Linked DNA regions of Danio rerio: regions 2 and 3 are each linked to region 1. Evidence: chromatin contacts called from public Micro-C data. All regions are on one chromosome and are shown on one strand. The core of a region is the stretch at or near the end of the contact, and the rest is flanking DNA. Distances in the headings are between cores, read along the strand shown.

What was found. A called contact is a pair of places that touch in the nucleus more often than the background predicts.
Region 2: a Micro-C map of caudal fin shows a contact between it and region 1, with 5 times the contacts expected there. The contact joins the promoter of LOC101882859 here to the promoter of nsg2 in region 1. A contact is called at or near these places in 1 of 18 Hi-C or Micro-C datasets (caudal fin) and 1 of 4 datasets of contacts at active chromatin or transcription factors (embryo).
Region 3: a Micro-C map of caudal fin shows a contact between it and region 1, with 5 times the contacts expected there. The contact joins the promoter of bod1 here to the promoter of nsg2 in region 1. A contact is called at or near these places in 3 of 18 Hi-C or Micro-C datasets (caudal fin, fibroblasts and hematopoietic stem cells) and 2 of 4 datasets of contacts at active chromatin or transcription factors (caudal fin and embryo).

What each region holds. Positions count from the first base shown.
Region 1 is chr21:44,969,678-44,974,354 of GRCz12tu, reverse strand. It overlaps nsg2 (neuronal vesicle trafficking associated 2), which reads left to right and starts at 2,021. Exons shown (of 5, transcript NM_200873.2): 1 at 2,021-2,218; 2 at 2,638-2,796. The coding sequence starts at 2,668.
Region 2 is chr21:44,798,134-44,802,810 of GRCz12tu, reverse strand. It overlaps LOC101882859, which reads right to left and starts at 1,912. Exons shown (of 13, transcript XR_012396927.1): 1 at 1,859-1,912; 2 at 579-1,600; 3 at 205-237; 4 at 1-21.
Region 3 is chr21:45,135,069-45,139,745 of GRCz12tu, reverse strand. It overlaps bod1 (biorientation of chromosomes in cell division 1), which reads right to left and starts at 2,529. Exons shown (of 4, transcript NM_001076712.1): 1 at 2,229-2,529. The coding sequence starts at 2,375.

The sequences.
Region 1 (4,677 bases), core at 772-3,271:
AAGCATCTTTATAAACGTATACGACTGCTTTAGTGAAATGTTTTTTTGTTGTTGTTGTTGTTTTCTTTGGGTTGTCAGGCATCTTGCTGAGGTAATGAAGTATGATCCGCCCTAATAAAACACTGAACATGCCTCAGTTGTTCCCTAATATCTCTCCAGCTCCAGGAAAGGATCTGTAGAATAATAGAAAGAGTGCGATGAGATCATCCGCGTCTCTGTCTCTGGAAACAAAGGTTGAGCTCTGTGTGTAGACGGGTCACAGTCTAATTATTTATTCCCCATGAGACTGTGGGACAGGAAATGTAGATCTCTGTGCTGATGAGCGGTCTCGGTCACATCACTCATTCGGGTTTATTAGGATGATAAATGGATCGATCATGAAGCTGTGCGTGATGTGTGACATCAACACCACACCCTTTAACAAGAAATGTACGTGAGACTATTTTCTCTTGGGGTTCGTATCTTAAACGGATGACCTGTAGGAATGCTTTTTCTCTCCATGTGCACCGTACACTTTAGCTCCATCTTACACGGACTCAATAAGGAAAACAATGTTTACCTGCGAGTGTAGCACAAATCATGTTGCAATGCTTTTGTTAACCTTTAATACAACCCCAAATCAGAAAACGTTGGGACAGTATGGAAATAATAGAAAGTAGTGATTTCTAAAGTTACTTTGACTTGTATTTTCTTGTATTTATTTATTTATTTATTGTGTTCCTCATTATTGTGTTTTTGCAACACTTTTAAAAAATTGTTGGGACAGTAAAGCATTTACAACTTTGTAATGTGGCCATTCTTTATCCCATTACAAAAGACGTTTAGGGATTGAAGACATCAAGTGATGAAGTGTTTCCTGTCTTAAGGTGGGCAACAGTACGGTGTCTTCGTTGTTGGATTTTGCGCTTCAAAATGTGCTTCACATTCTTTATTGGAGACAGGTCAGGACTGTAGACAGGCCAGTCAAGTACCTGTATCCTATTCCTTTGCAGCCAAGACTTTTTAATCTGTGCAGAATGTGGTTTTGCATTGTCTTGCTGAAATATGAATGTGCATCTGTGGAAAAGAAGGCAACATGTTGTACTCCATCATCTCTGTACTTTTCAGGATTCATGGTGCCATCACAGAAGTGCAAGTTACCTTTGCCAAGAGCATTGTCGCAACCTGTCGCAACCATTGTCATGACAAACTTTGGATTTTGGACTTGCTGGTAACAGTCCGGATTATCCTTTTTTTCTTTGGTCCAGAGCACACGGTGTCCATTTTTTACAAAAAAAAAAAAATAAATAAAAAAATAAAAATTCACTGATTTATCTGACCACAGTACATGTTTCCACTGTGTGATGGTCCATCCTAGATGCCTCCAAGCCCAGAGAAGTCAATTGTGTATATTGATTTGACTACATTTCATGTCAGTGTTATATTTAGCCACCAGAGGGCGTCAAATATATGAATTATCCATCCTCTGAACCAATAATATAGTCATAATAATAATAATAATATATGTAACTAGTTACTTAGATTACTTTTCAGCAGAAAAATAAATAATAATAATTATAATATAATAAAATAAAGTTAAGGGACTACTTTTAATTTGGGCTAAATTTAATTAGCTACTTTAACGTTTAATGAAATGAATGAATGGAATTTTAATTTTAAGTAGTTTATATATTACAAACTAATAACTATTATAACTATTCTATTACTAGTTACCATGTCATGCCCCATTAAAATTATTATAGATGTGCACTTATAGTCATTTTATCCAATACAATACAATTTTTGCCTTTTTTTAAGTACAACCTATAGCCTAAACAAGCACATAAACACTGTTGTTTTTGTTATCCTGCTTTATTTGAACATTAAAATTTATCCTGTGCAGCTGCACTTCTCTCAGTTCTGCACTAGATGGCAAACAAGTCAGCTTTGTGGGCTGGCATTGAGATTGAGGGTTTCTCGGGGTCTTGCAAAAACAAACGTAGGGTTTCTTTCAGATCCCCCCTAGTGGCTCGAGTGTAAGCGAGGGTTTGGATTTTGCGCGAGGCCGTCAGTATCTGCATCTCTCGCATCAGCGCCACACACACACTCACACCACACACACATACACACATACACACACATCCAGCATCTCCATCTCGACGCTCCACCTGCCCTCATCAACAAGCTGAATTCAAACTGTGTTTGAGCCCGTACAAAGCGTTCAAGTTGACCGCTTTCGGTGAGTACGCGTCTATAAACATCTTTTCATCTGGCGCGGGTTGTGTTTGGGTGGGAGATGAATTGTTATGACTGGTAAAGGGGCGCGGATGCTTTATATGCCGTGCGGCTGATGTTTCGACACCTGGGTGTTTCACAATAGTTAAAGAGTGCTTTTTGTGTTCTCTTTAATCTCAAAAGATCAATACTGTTCAGCTGTACTTGTATTTACAAGGGTAACGTTTGTGTATTAATCGCACAGACGTCTGACAGACGTGCGTGAGGTGTTTACCAAACGCGTTTATATATATAAGGTGTAGCTCCGCATGTTTTATTGATGTGCCTGAGGTGTAAATATTTCTTTTTTTATTTTTATTTTTAACTGAAGCCTGTCTATATATGATTTAAAATGGCTGTTTATTAAATCCTCTACATTTACAGGCTGGTGAGAAAGGAAATAATACTTTAAAGATGGTGAAACTGGGGAGTAATCTACAAGACAAAGGAGCAAAAGCTGTTAGCGTTGAGGACGGCTTTCAGAACGTCCCTCTCATCACGCCCTTGGATGTTACTAATCTTCAGTATCAAGCCCCAGACAAGGTAAGGAACATTTCAGGTCTTATGTAATAGGATCTTACCTCTTTGTTAGGTCATAAAAACATATTCATTATGTATAAAAAAAGTAATTGACAATAGTAGTGCCTAGAAAGAATATTACTTGTATACCAGTTAGGCGTGGGCCAGTATAAGATTCTGACGATATGGTAACCTTGGATAAAAATATCACAGTATTGTGATTTTTGCTCTAAAATATATTCTTTTTAAATGTCTAGGTAAAAAACAAAAACTTTTCCCCCTTTGAAAACAGTATATTTAATTTTTTTGAATGATATAAAATATTTTAGAGCGGTAATGTCAGGCTAGTTAATTCAAATGAATCATTGAGTTCTGCTGTCTTCATTAGTTTCAGAAACACAGATTTCTTTACAATTTAAAATGGCATCTTTGGATATTTTTTCTGCCTAAGATTTACCTTAAAAAAGTAAATGAAAAAAAAAAATCTTACACATACCTTAGGAACGGTATTACAGAAAATTTTTGCAGTTTTAAAACCTTGACTTTTCCAAACCATGGTTTGAAAGCGGTTATTGTTCCATGCCTAATACCAGTAAGTGATGAAATTAACATTCTCCAAGTAAAAATCTCTGGTTATGAGTATATTGGGGGTTGGACTGTAATTTTTAAATGAAAAAAAAAGCCTGATAATGCATTATGGGTTGTTATTGTCAATTCTGAAACACTGTGTTGTAATTATAAATATGTAAAAATCCGATGAAGTGCAGCACTGGTATTTGTATGCGAGCAGCTCATGATAACTGTTTTCAGCATGCAAAATTATCTAAACATTCTATAAATTGTCAGCAAAATAGAAGCGTTTCAAACTAAACAAGAAAGAAAGAAATTCTATTAAAGTTTGAAATATTAAAGAAATATTAATTTAGCAAATTGTTTTTTAAATTATTATTTTTAGTACTACTAAGTAATCATATTTGTTAGTAATAATAAGTAGCATTATTAAATAAAACAGGGTGTTACGGTGGCACAGTGGCAAGCCCGATTGCCTCACAGCAAGAAGGTCACTGGTTCAAGCCTCGGCTGGGTCAGTTGGCCTTTCTATGTGGAGTTTGCATGTTCTCCCCATGTTCGCATGGGGTTCCTCCGTTTGCTCTGGTTTCACCCACAAGTCCAAAGGCATGCACTATACATGTAGGTGAGTTTGGTAAGCTACATTGTCCGTAGTGTATGTGTGTGTATGGATGTTTCCCAGTAATGGGTTGCAGCTGGAAGGGCTGGAGTCCCCAGATTGGATTGGATACATTGTGATTGGATTAAACCCCAGATTAAAAAAGAGACTAAGCCGAAAAGAAAATGAATGAATGACTGAAAAATTAAAACATCTATGATAAACACTACTGTTCATTCAATACTGACATGTTTATACTATAAATAAACACCAAAATCTGAAAAATAATTAAAATAAAATGCAGTTTTGTCAGTTATATGCTATAATATATATATATATATATATATATATATATATATATATATATATATATATATATATATATATATATATATATATATATATTATACATAATATATACACACATTATATATATATATATATATATATATATATGTATATATACACATAATATATACAAGTATAAGTACAAGTATACTATATATATAAGTATATATATATATATATATATATATATATATATATATATATATATATATATATATACAGACAATCATTTACAATTTCTTTCCTCTATGAGTGGTTGTTATTCAAGTATTAGTATTATAAGCTTTCACCCTTTTGCTAAAACATGCTGGTACAATGCTCTGCTTTTACGGTTGGATTGCCAGCCAATGTTCGTAAGGACGCAAGCTGTGACACTTCATGTGGGTGGT
Region 2 (4,677 bases), core at 663-3,162, 170 kb after region 1:
TTTCACCTTTACCAGCATGCTCTGTAGGAAAAGAGAATGTTTCATACAGGTGCCAATGGGGGGGATTTATAAATGACACAAAAATGGCACATAGGTTTATAAATTGTTGCAAGATTTTATAACCATTAACATATATTTATTTTTTAAGAATTGGTCATCCCAGTTAGTAAAGTAATTACACAAGTACTTAAAGGTTTTACTCACGATGTGATCTGTAGAGCCTTATATGCACAGAAACTTGGGGGAAAAGAAAACACCAATATGTCAACAATCATTTTTCTGTTATGTCAAAGTATAACACACATTCACCATAGAAAAAAAAAGATTCTAATCCACTTAATTTTGAAATAATGTCTGTGCTGAAGGGTTGTCATGATACTGAATATTGGTACCAATTGGTACTGGAATTAAAAGCATCCATTTCCGCTAATATTTAAGTGTTTTTGAGTAGCCAAAATATTATTAAAATGTAATAAGTTGCTTCCAAACTCATCTACAACTAGCACAGACGTTGCCACATTACACAAAATAGTCATAACTTGGAATGCTATAAGAGTAAATCATCATTTATTGTTTACCTGGTCTTTTGTCTATGATTATCAGCTTCAGCTCTTCAAACGTCAGTGGTTCGTTCACGTCACACAGACCCATATTAATTAAGCTGCCAAAAGGAGCCATGATTTTAGTTTACCTCTTGAGTCTTCTGGTTTTTGAGTCGTTCGTTTAGCATGTGGCAGCACGTGAAGAGAGATGAATAAAATCCGAAGACTCGAGAAATGAACGAATCAAAACATTTTCCGGCTCTAAATGCATGACTGGCTTCTGTCTTTCACGCGATGAACGAACGACTCAAAGCACATAGAAGACTCGAAAAGGAACGAATCTTCTGCTCCACCAGCACAATTGTGCGCGTGCGCAATTAAACGAATCACTCCGAAAGGACTCAACGTTTTCGAGTCATACAAAAGATTCATTCAAAATGAACGAATCGTTTATGAACGACCCATCACTACATGTCACCGCTGTTTACCGGGCACAAACACGGATGCACGCCACTTGATCGTTTTAAAAGCCGCGAAGATGAGCTGGCGTGTCTATGGGCTGACATTTAAGAGATCCGCTGATGATTCACAGTTTTAAAATGATCCGCTGTCTCTGTATCGGTGTTTGCACTCGGTAAACAGCGGTTAAGTGCGGTGAACTGGTGACCTTCACGGCCAAACGGCGGGGTTTAGGACCGCGCTCAACAGCGAATTTCAGTTAACGTAACTGTTACCGAAAAACAGTATCATGACAACACTAACAAGCTGTTAAAATGCAACCTCTTAACAGAGAAACGTTAATTAGGAAGTAATTTGAAATGGACTGAAAATATTTAACCAGCAGTGAGCTCGACAGCCATACAGACACAGTTAATTTTACACTACATATGTTTATATCATATAACTTTCTCTGTAAGTTACCATCTTAATATGTTGAAACAACAAAATACTGACCTAACAGTTACCTGGAGCATTGCAGAGTTGCTCTTGAAAGCAAAACTTCGAGGCTAAATGTAGCCTAACGTTACCGTCTTCTTCAGAGAGTTCACAGTACAAAACTAAATGGATATAAAAGTAAGATTAGAAATCGCAAAAACAATTTAAGTAAGATCATTGGCATCGTTTAAGCTTTATCTTTAACGTTAAGGTGACCACACTGTGATAAAATCGATGGAATGACACGGTCACAAAGTGACTCATAATCAATGTTTTAACAAACAAAACGCATCAAAGTACAACATATACCGTTGTGTTAGCACATTTACTCATATAAATCGATAAAATTATGTTTTAAGACGTTAAACAAGAGAGCTTACCTATACGCACGAGGGAGCAGAAAATGGCGCCGACAAAACTCCAACACGTTCTCTGCAGGGGGTAGATTGAGGGGCGGAGCTTAACAGAGCAAAGTTAACAACGTAGAATACAACTCTGATCATTTTCACCAACACAAGGGGGTGTCTTTCACCGTTTCTTGTAAAATTAACTCATTTTGAGTAAATGCAGATCAACACAGCTTAATTAACACAGCGGATTTTACTGTGCAGTATTGAATTCAGCTAATTTATGAATTTATTAAAATCATTTTAACATGACTGTTTAAAACTTTTTTAGGGAATCCTGAATACAGTACATATGTGGATGGGTTGTACAATTTGGCCTTGTTTGATCTTGTTCAGTCAGATCTTGTTTTGATTTTGACATCCTCTGCTGGTTACAGGGAGAACAACAGCAGTGCATTACACAGGCGAAGTCAAAATTATTCCCCCTCCTGTGAATTCTTTTTTCTTTTTCAAATATTTCCCAAATTATGTTTAATAGAGCAAGGACTTTTTAAAAGTATTTCCTATAGTATTTTTCCCTTCTGGTTAATTCTTATTTATTTTATTTCAGCTAAAAAAAAAGAAGTTTTACATTTTTTAAGGTTAATATTATAAGTTACCATAAGCAATCTTTTTTTTTTTTTCAGATTGTCTACAGAATGTACAATGACCCTAACTCAGCTAGTTGACCTAGTCAAGCCTTTAAGTATCACTTTAAGCTGAATAATACTATCTTGAAAAATATCTAGTAAAATATTATGTACTGTCATCATGGCAAAGATAAAAGAAATCAGTTATTAGAAATGAGTTGAAATGTGAAATGTGTTGAAAAAAAATTTATATAATATAATTTATAAACAAATTAAATAAAAAATATATTTTTAATTGTCATAATAATGTGTTATATAAAGTGGGTCCCAGGATGTACAAGAAGCACTACATTTAATCACATTATTTGTTACGCGCCATGTCTTTATTTTTCCCCAGTAATTTCAATAGACTTTATGCTCTCAACTGCTGTACCTGATGACACTTGCATTTTGGATTTACTATCCATCAACTCCAGTTTATAATGCTCAAAACAATAAAGTTATAGATGCTTAAGTATTGTAGAAGAAGAAAAAAAAGCGCATGGCACTGAACATTTTATTATTTCACAAACAAATAAATGAAATTAGTCCTGGAGCAATCCATAAAAGTAATATAATGAAAACTGAGATTACTGCAAACATTTTTCTGAGACTATGTTTCAAGCGTTCACAATAATGCTATTCACACCAGACGGTGAAGAAGCATCAAGCGTAAGTGATTTACATGTTAAGTCAATGCAGACGAGCGAATAGGCATCCTGAGGCGCGATATGCGCGAATGGTGTGGCGCGAATGACGTGAATTGCACGTTGGTTTCCCCCACAAGTCCAAAGACGTAGGTAATTTGGGTGAGCTAAATTGGCCGTAGTGATTGTGTGTGATTGAGTGTGTATGGGTGTTTCCCAGTGATGGGTTGCAGCTGGAAGAGCATGCGCTGCGTAAAACGTGATGGATAAGTTGATCAGATTAATAAAAGGGACTAAATCGAAAATAAAAGGAATGAATGAATGAATGAATGAATGAATGAATGAATAACTAAAGCAATCTCGATTGTACTGAGCGAAAGCACTCGTCTTTTAAACTGAACAGTTGCATCATTGATGATTTAAGTTTTTTGTTCCAGATGTGGGACACAGTTTATTGGTTCAGAAAACCTAACGTGAGGTGACAACACAGTTGGTTTTAATCTGCGCTAGTAGTTTAACATTGGCTTGGTGTTTCCTGGCCTTTATAGATTCCCAAAAAATAAGGGTTAGGATTTTAAAGTCCTTTTTGGGATATTATTAAATTTGAATGAATTTATATTTATGTTTTTATAACTATGTGTCTGTTGCAGTTGTTTTGCTGCATCCAAATTGCCTCAGAGGGATCTCAATAAAGTTTGACCTTAACCTTGTTATTTGCCACCATGTTGTGCATAACAATCCATGTAATGTACACCTAGCCATGGATAATCCCTTACATAAGGGATAATCCACACTAGACATGCATTATGAGTTTAAATTTAGAGCAGTATACATTTTAATTTAGAAATGAGAAACATGGCCATAACTAAAGAGTAGTATTTAAGCCGCCTTATACATCCATTCTTACTAATAAAAATGTTAATGTTGTTCTGTTAACAATATAAAAAGAAAAATATTATAATACTAAAATGTTTTCTAATGAATTATTACACAAAATGTATTGATTTAATATTTTACTTAAAAACGCACACGTCATCATGTGTTTCAAATATATTATGTATATCCAAACTTGCAATCCAATTTTCTTTTAATAATTAAAATACAATGAATAGCTCAATAGGTTGTCAATTTAACAATGTGTTTAGCTATCTAAATAGTTAGATTGCAGTTCTTTCCACCCAAACTGGTTATTTGTCTTGGTCCTGTGTTTTGATTGCTTTTCAAAATTTCACTTATTTTCATTTCATTGATGCTACAAACTGCATTCATTATTAAGAGCAGAAGCACATCCAACAAACTGCTTTTAAATACTTGAGCACTTCAGATTACATCTAAATTTTCAACATAAAAATGCTGCGTCCCACACAATTCCAAGTAGTCTCAACACAAATCGATTAAGTTAACTTAATTGTTTTACATATTTAAGTACATTGAACAAAAAACAATTAAGTTGCCTCAAAAAAAATAAACCTAAAAACTTAAAAAAATGTTGTTTCAACTCATTTTAAGCAAGTAGTTTGAACAAAAGTACTTTTTT
Region 3 (4,677 bases), core at 1,280-3,779, 160 kb before region 1:
ATGAATCAGTGCTGTAGGCAAGTTTCAGGTGTGTAAAGTCTAAGAAGGAAAGCATTAGTAATGTAAGAATGTTTTTTTTTTTTTTTAGCACAGTTAGTGGTATAGAGAGGCATTTGTAGATTAGGAAGTGAAGTGGAGACTAAATAGTTGAGTTTTTAGTCATTTCTTGAAGACAGCGAGTGACTCTGCCGATCTGATGCAGTTAGGGAGTTCATTCCACCAACTGGGCAGATTGAATGCGAGAGTTTGGGAAAGTGCTTTCTTCCCTCTTTGGGATGGAACCACGAGGCGAAGTTCATTCACTGAACGCAAGTTTCTAGAGGGCACATTTTAACACTTTTATAGTGGTTCCCATATAAACTCTGAAGGAGTGTTAATTTTAACTCTAAGGTAGTTAAATCTACCATCTAAAATTTGCAGTGTAGCTGGTCTGAATAGTTCAGAAAATGCCGATCTAATGGAACTTTTGTCTTTGAGCACTAAACCGCAGAGAGCAGTGCACGTTGGACAGTTAATCAAGAATATTCCGCTGGATCGCTTCTCACTGTAGTTGTTAAAGGTGATACTTAATTCATCTTGTCTCTATCAAACGACTCTTCTGTCTTTTGAATCTATCAGGTAACGTGTCACAGCATCAGTACATTGCTTCAATCTTTCGCTTTCACACTTATACTTAGCGATTTTAGCGAAAACCTCAGATACTGCTGGTTGGTTGTTGTTGGTTGTGCACCTTTTTTACTAACCAAATTTGTCAACGCCATTGTAAAGACAGATCACTCTGTCTATTCATGCCAGAGTCCTGCGGAAAGAGTGATTGACAGGTGGTAATCTGTGTGTAACTTATCTTTATTTATTTATGATTTGGTTATGAGAAAAACAAAGACCATGCAAGTCAGGTAGTTGAAATGGTAGGCTACAAATAACTAATTCTTTATGAATTATGTAATTATTCATAAATAATTAATTCACCACCGCCTACGACGACAATGCCATCATCCATCCCGATGTTTTGGTTGTTGCTAGAGCGGATACGTTTGCGGCCGGAAGTTAACGCAAATTATTTCTATTATTTATTAAATTTCTCATTTGTTGTATTTTATTAACGTCTACCCCCACTCCAACCCTAAACCCAACCGTCACAGTAATGTAAAAACTGTAGTTGTACCAAGTATTAGTTATGTTATCTATTAAATTACCCAATAAAATGTATTTTTAACGCCTACCCCCACCCCAACCCTAAACCCAACCCTCACAGTACTGTAAAATATTAATTATTGTTATACAGTGTCATAAAAAAATGCTGCTTTATTAATGTGCATATTGCACTTCCCGCCGGCCACATATCCGATCTAGACTTTACCCGATGGTTTTACTTTAGAGCACAGGTGTCAAACTCAGTTCCAAAAGGCTCTGCACAGTTTAGTTCCAACCTATTAAACACACCTGATCAAACTAATTGAGTCCTTCAGGCTTGTTTAAAACCTACAGGTAAGTGTGTTGGAGCAGGGTTGGAACAAAACTGTGCAGGGCTTCGGCCCTCCAGGAATTGACTTTGACACCCCTGCCTTAGAGATTGCACGATATCAAATTGGTTGACATCGCCCAACCCTAGTTTACAGAGTATGATCTAAAATAAAAATAAAAATCTTATGGAGGTGGAAAAAAAAAAAAAAAAAAAATCTAAATATCTACAAACATATGGTATTTGCAAAAAAACTTAAATTGAGTACCTTTAAATTTTGGCTGAATAATTACAGAAGCTGATGTGGGATCAGTTTATTGTACGGAGCGCGTCTGTCAGTCAACGCTTATACATGCATTCACTGGTTCAGATGTTGCATATGAAAGGCGACGATCGACGCACTGTATTAATGTAAAGAAAGTGGGATAGAATGGTAAAATACGGGAGAATTTCGGCAAAAACGGGAGGGTTTACGTGAGTGAAGTGAACAGGAAGTGTTTGTGGAGAAACAGTTTTGAGAGAGAACGCAAAACATCTTTGCGAAATAACGTAAAAACTTATAAATATATATTTTCCTCCCATTTTTTCTTTCACCCATTATTCTTCCTTCACCCAGCGATTTTTTTTTCTCCTCCACTAACGTTGCGTCCCTTCCGGGATTCCGTACACCTGCCTTTTAAGGGAGCGTTCAAGCGAAAAACGCTCGCCAGGTTTTGTTTTACTACAAGTGATGCTCCAATGATGTAGATTAAAAACTATATTTCACCTTGGTGTCAACGTCGGCCAGACAGTCTCGTCTGAACTCGTCGAAATGGCCTTTGTTTTTCAGATGCTCCACAATGAGCGCGATGAGCTGCGGGTCTCCCGGAGGAGCGCTCATCAGATTCCCGCTGCCGCTGCTGCCCTCCGCCATCAAATATAACACCGCTCTTTCTGCCTCACCAAGAAAATATGTTGGAATTAATGTGCACTTTTTATAATTCTGTATATTAACACTATCAAAGCTCTTTGATGGCAGCAGATGTAAACAGAGCGCTCCCTCGTCTTCTTCTGTGTTGATTATGTGTGTAGATGTGCTCAAGTAGACACACTGTCACCTACTGGACATAATAACAACAGCACCCCAGTATTCATGAGCCTGTTTCGTTTTGGTTTTTAAAGGACGGCATATAACATTTTACAATAAAATAACCAAGCCAAGAGTAAGTATAAACAAACTACAAATATATAAAATGTACATATGTAATAATTAAATGAATACATTATAAAGTTTACAACCTTTTAACCTGCTTAGGGCTTTCATTGTGTATAGAGAGTTTCTGATGGGTAATTATTAAGGGTAATAAAACTATGGGCACTTTTAAGTCCTTTGATCATAAATCCAAAAAATATATATAATTTTGTTTAAATTCATCTTTCTTTGTCAAACTAAAAATAAAACCTACTTTTAAAAAATTACTAGCTTTCTATTTTATATTTTTTATATTATTCAACCTCCTTTTAGGTGTCAAAATCACTGTTTTCATCTTGACGCACACCCAGAGTTTTAAACTTCAACAAAGAAAACAACATTTTAAAATATTATTTATCTATTAATGTATCCTAATTAAGCACTAGTGAAATAATTTACATATTTTATAGTTATTAATGTGAGACTAATATCAATATTATTTTCTTACATGAATTATAGCTGTCGCACAGTATCAGTGTCATTTCCAGCACAGCACTGTCATTTCACTTTAAAAAGATTGTGTAAAAGATTATTTAGGTGCGGTTTCTATGAAAATTAATAGTGCCATCTGAGAACACGTTCAAGATGGAGGAAATTTACATTTTTATGAACAACACTTGAGGAAAAATCAAGGTAAATATTGCTTGATCAGGAAATACATTTACTCTACGTCATTTCCAAATATGCTGTACCTTCAAAGATGTTTTTAAAAACCAAACAAAATGAAGGTAAATGAGAGTTTTTTGTATACATGAAAGGCTAGCATCAATTCAAAGCTAATCGCTGAAGCTATTTTTAATTTGTTCACAATAAACTGTTGAATTGTCATTTCCACCACTGTCATTTCCATCACCACACACATTTCAAAAAAATATTTAAAAAGTTCTCATCACACATTAAAAGTGTATTCACAATGTATAAGCTCATGCTCTATTTAATATACAAATTCAGTTTGTTTATTTTATAATAAGCTCTTAAATAAATTAATTTTACATTTTAGAGTGTGACAGGTGTACAATTCAGCATACAACTCATTTATTTCATTGACAAATGTATATTTATGGGCGAAGCAGTGGCGCAGTAGGTAGTGCTGTTGCCTCACAGCAAGAAGGTCACTGGTTCGAGCCTCGGCTCAGTTGGTGTTTCTGTGTGGAGTTTGCATGTTCTCCCTGTGTTTGCTCTGTTTCCCCCACAGTCCAAAGACATGCGGTACAGGTGAATTGGGTAGGCTAAATTGTCTGTAGTGTATGTGTGTGTGTGTGTGTGTGTGTGGATGTGTCCCAGAGATGGGTTGCGGCTGGAGGGGCATCTGCTGCATATAAACTTGCTGGATAAGTTGGCGGTTCATTCCGCTGTGGCGTATTTTGTGCTAGATACAAAAATGATCTTAGACAATGTTTGACTGCCATCATTTATTTCATTTGGAAATTAAAAGCTGTATATGGAGATGTGGTGGCATTTATATTTGTTCAGTTCACGATGGAAAAACATGTTTCTCTTCTTATCTAAGTTTGTCCTCTTACAGATCTTAAAACTAGACAAATTGTTTAAACCTATGAGGCTGTTTTACGTTAATTTTGAACAAGTTTTTTACTCAACTTCACAAGGCTAAAAGTGCCTGTAAAGAATGGCCCATATATATATATATATATATATATATATATATATATATATATATATATATATATATATATATATATATATATATATATATATATATATATATATATATATATATAAACACACAGTTGGAGTCCAAATTATTAGCCCCCCTTTGATTTGTTTTTCTTCTTTAAATATTTTCTAGATGATGTTAAACAGAGCAAGGAAATTTTCACTGTATGTCTGATATCAAGTTTTATTTTTTTTTATTTCGGCAAGAATTAAAACAGCTTTTAATTATTTAAAAAGCCTTTTTAGTGTCAATATTATTAGGTCTTTTAAGCTATTTTTTAGACACAAAACAAACCATCGTTATACAAGA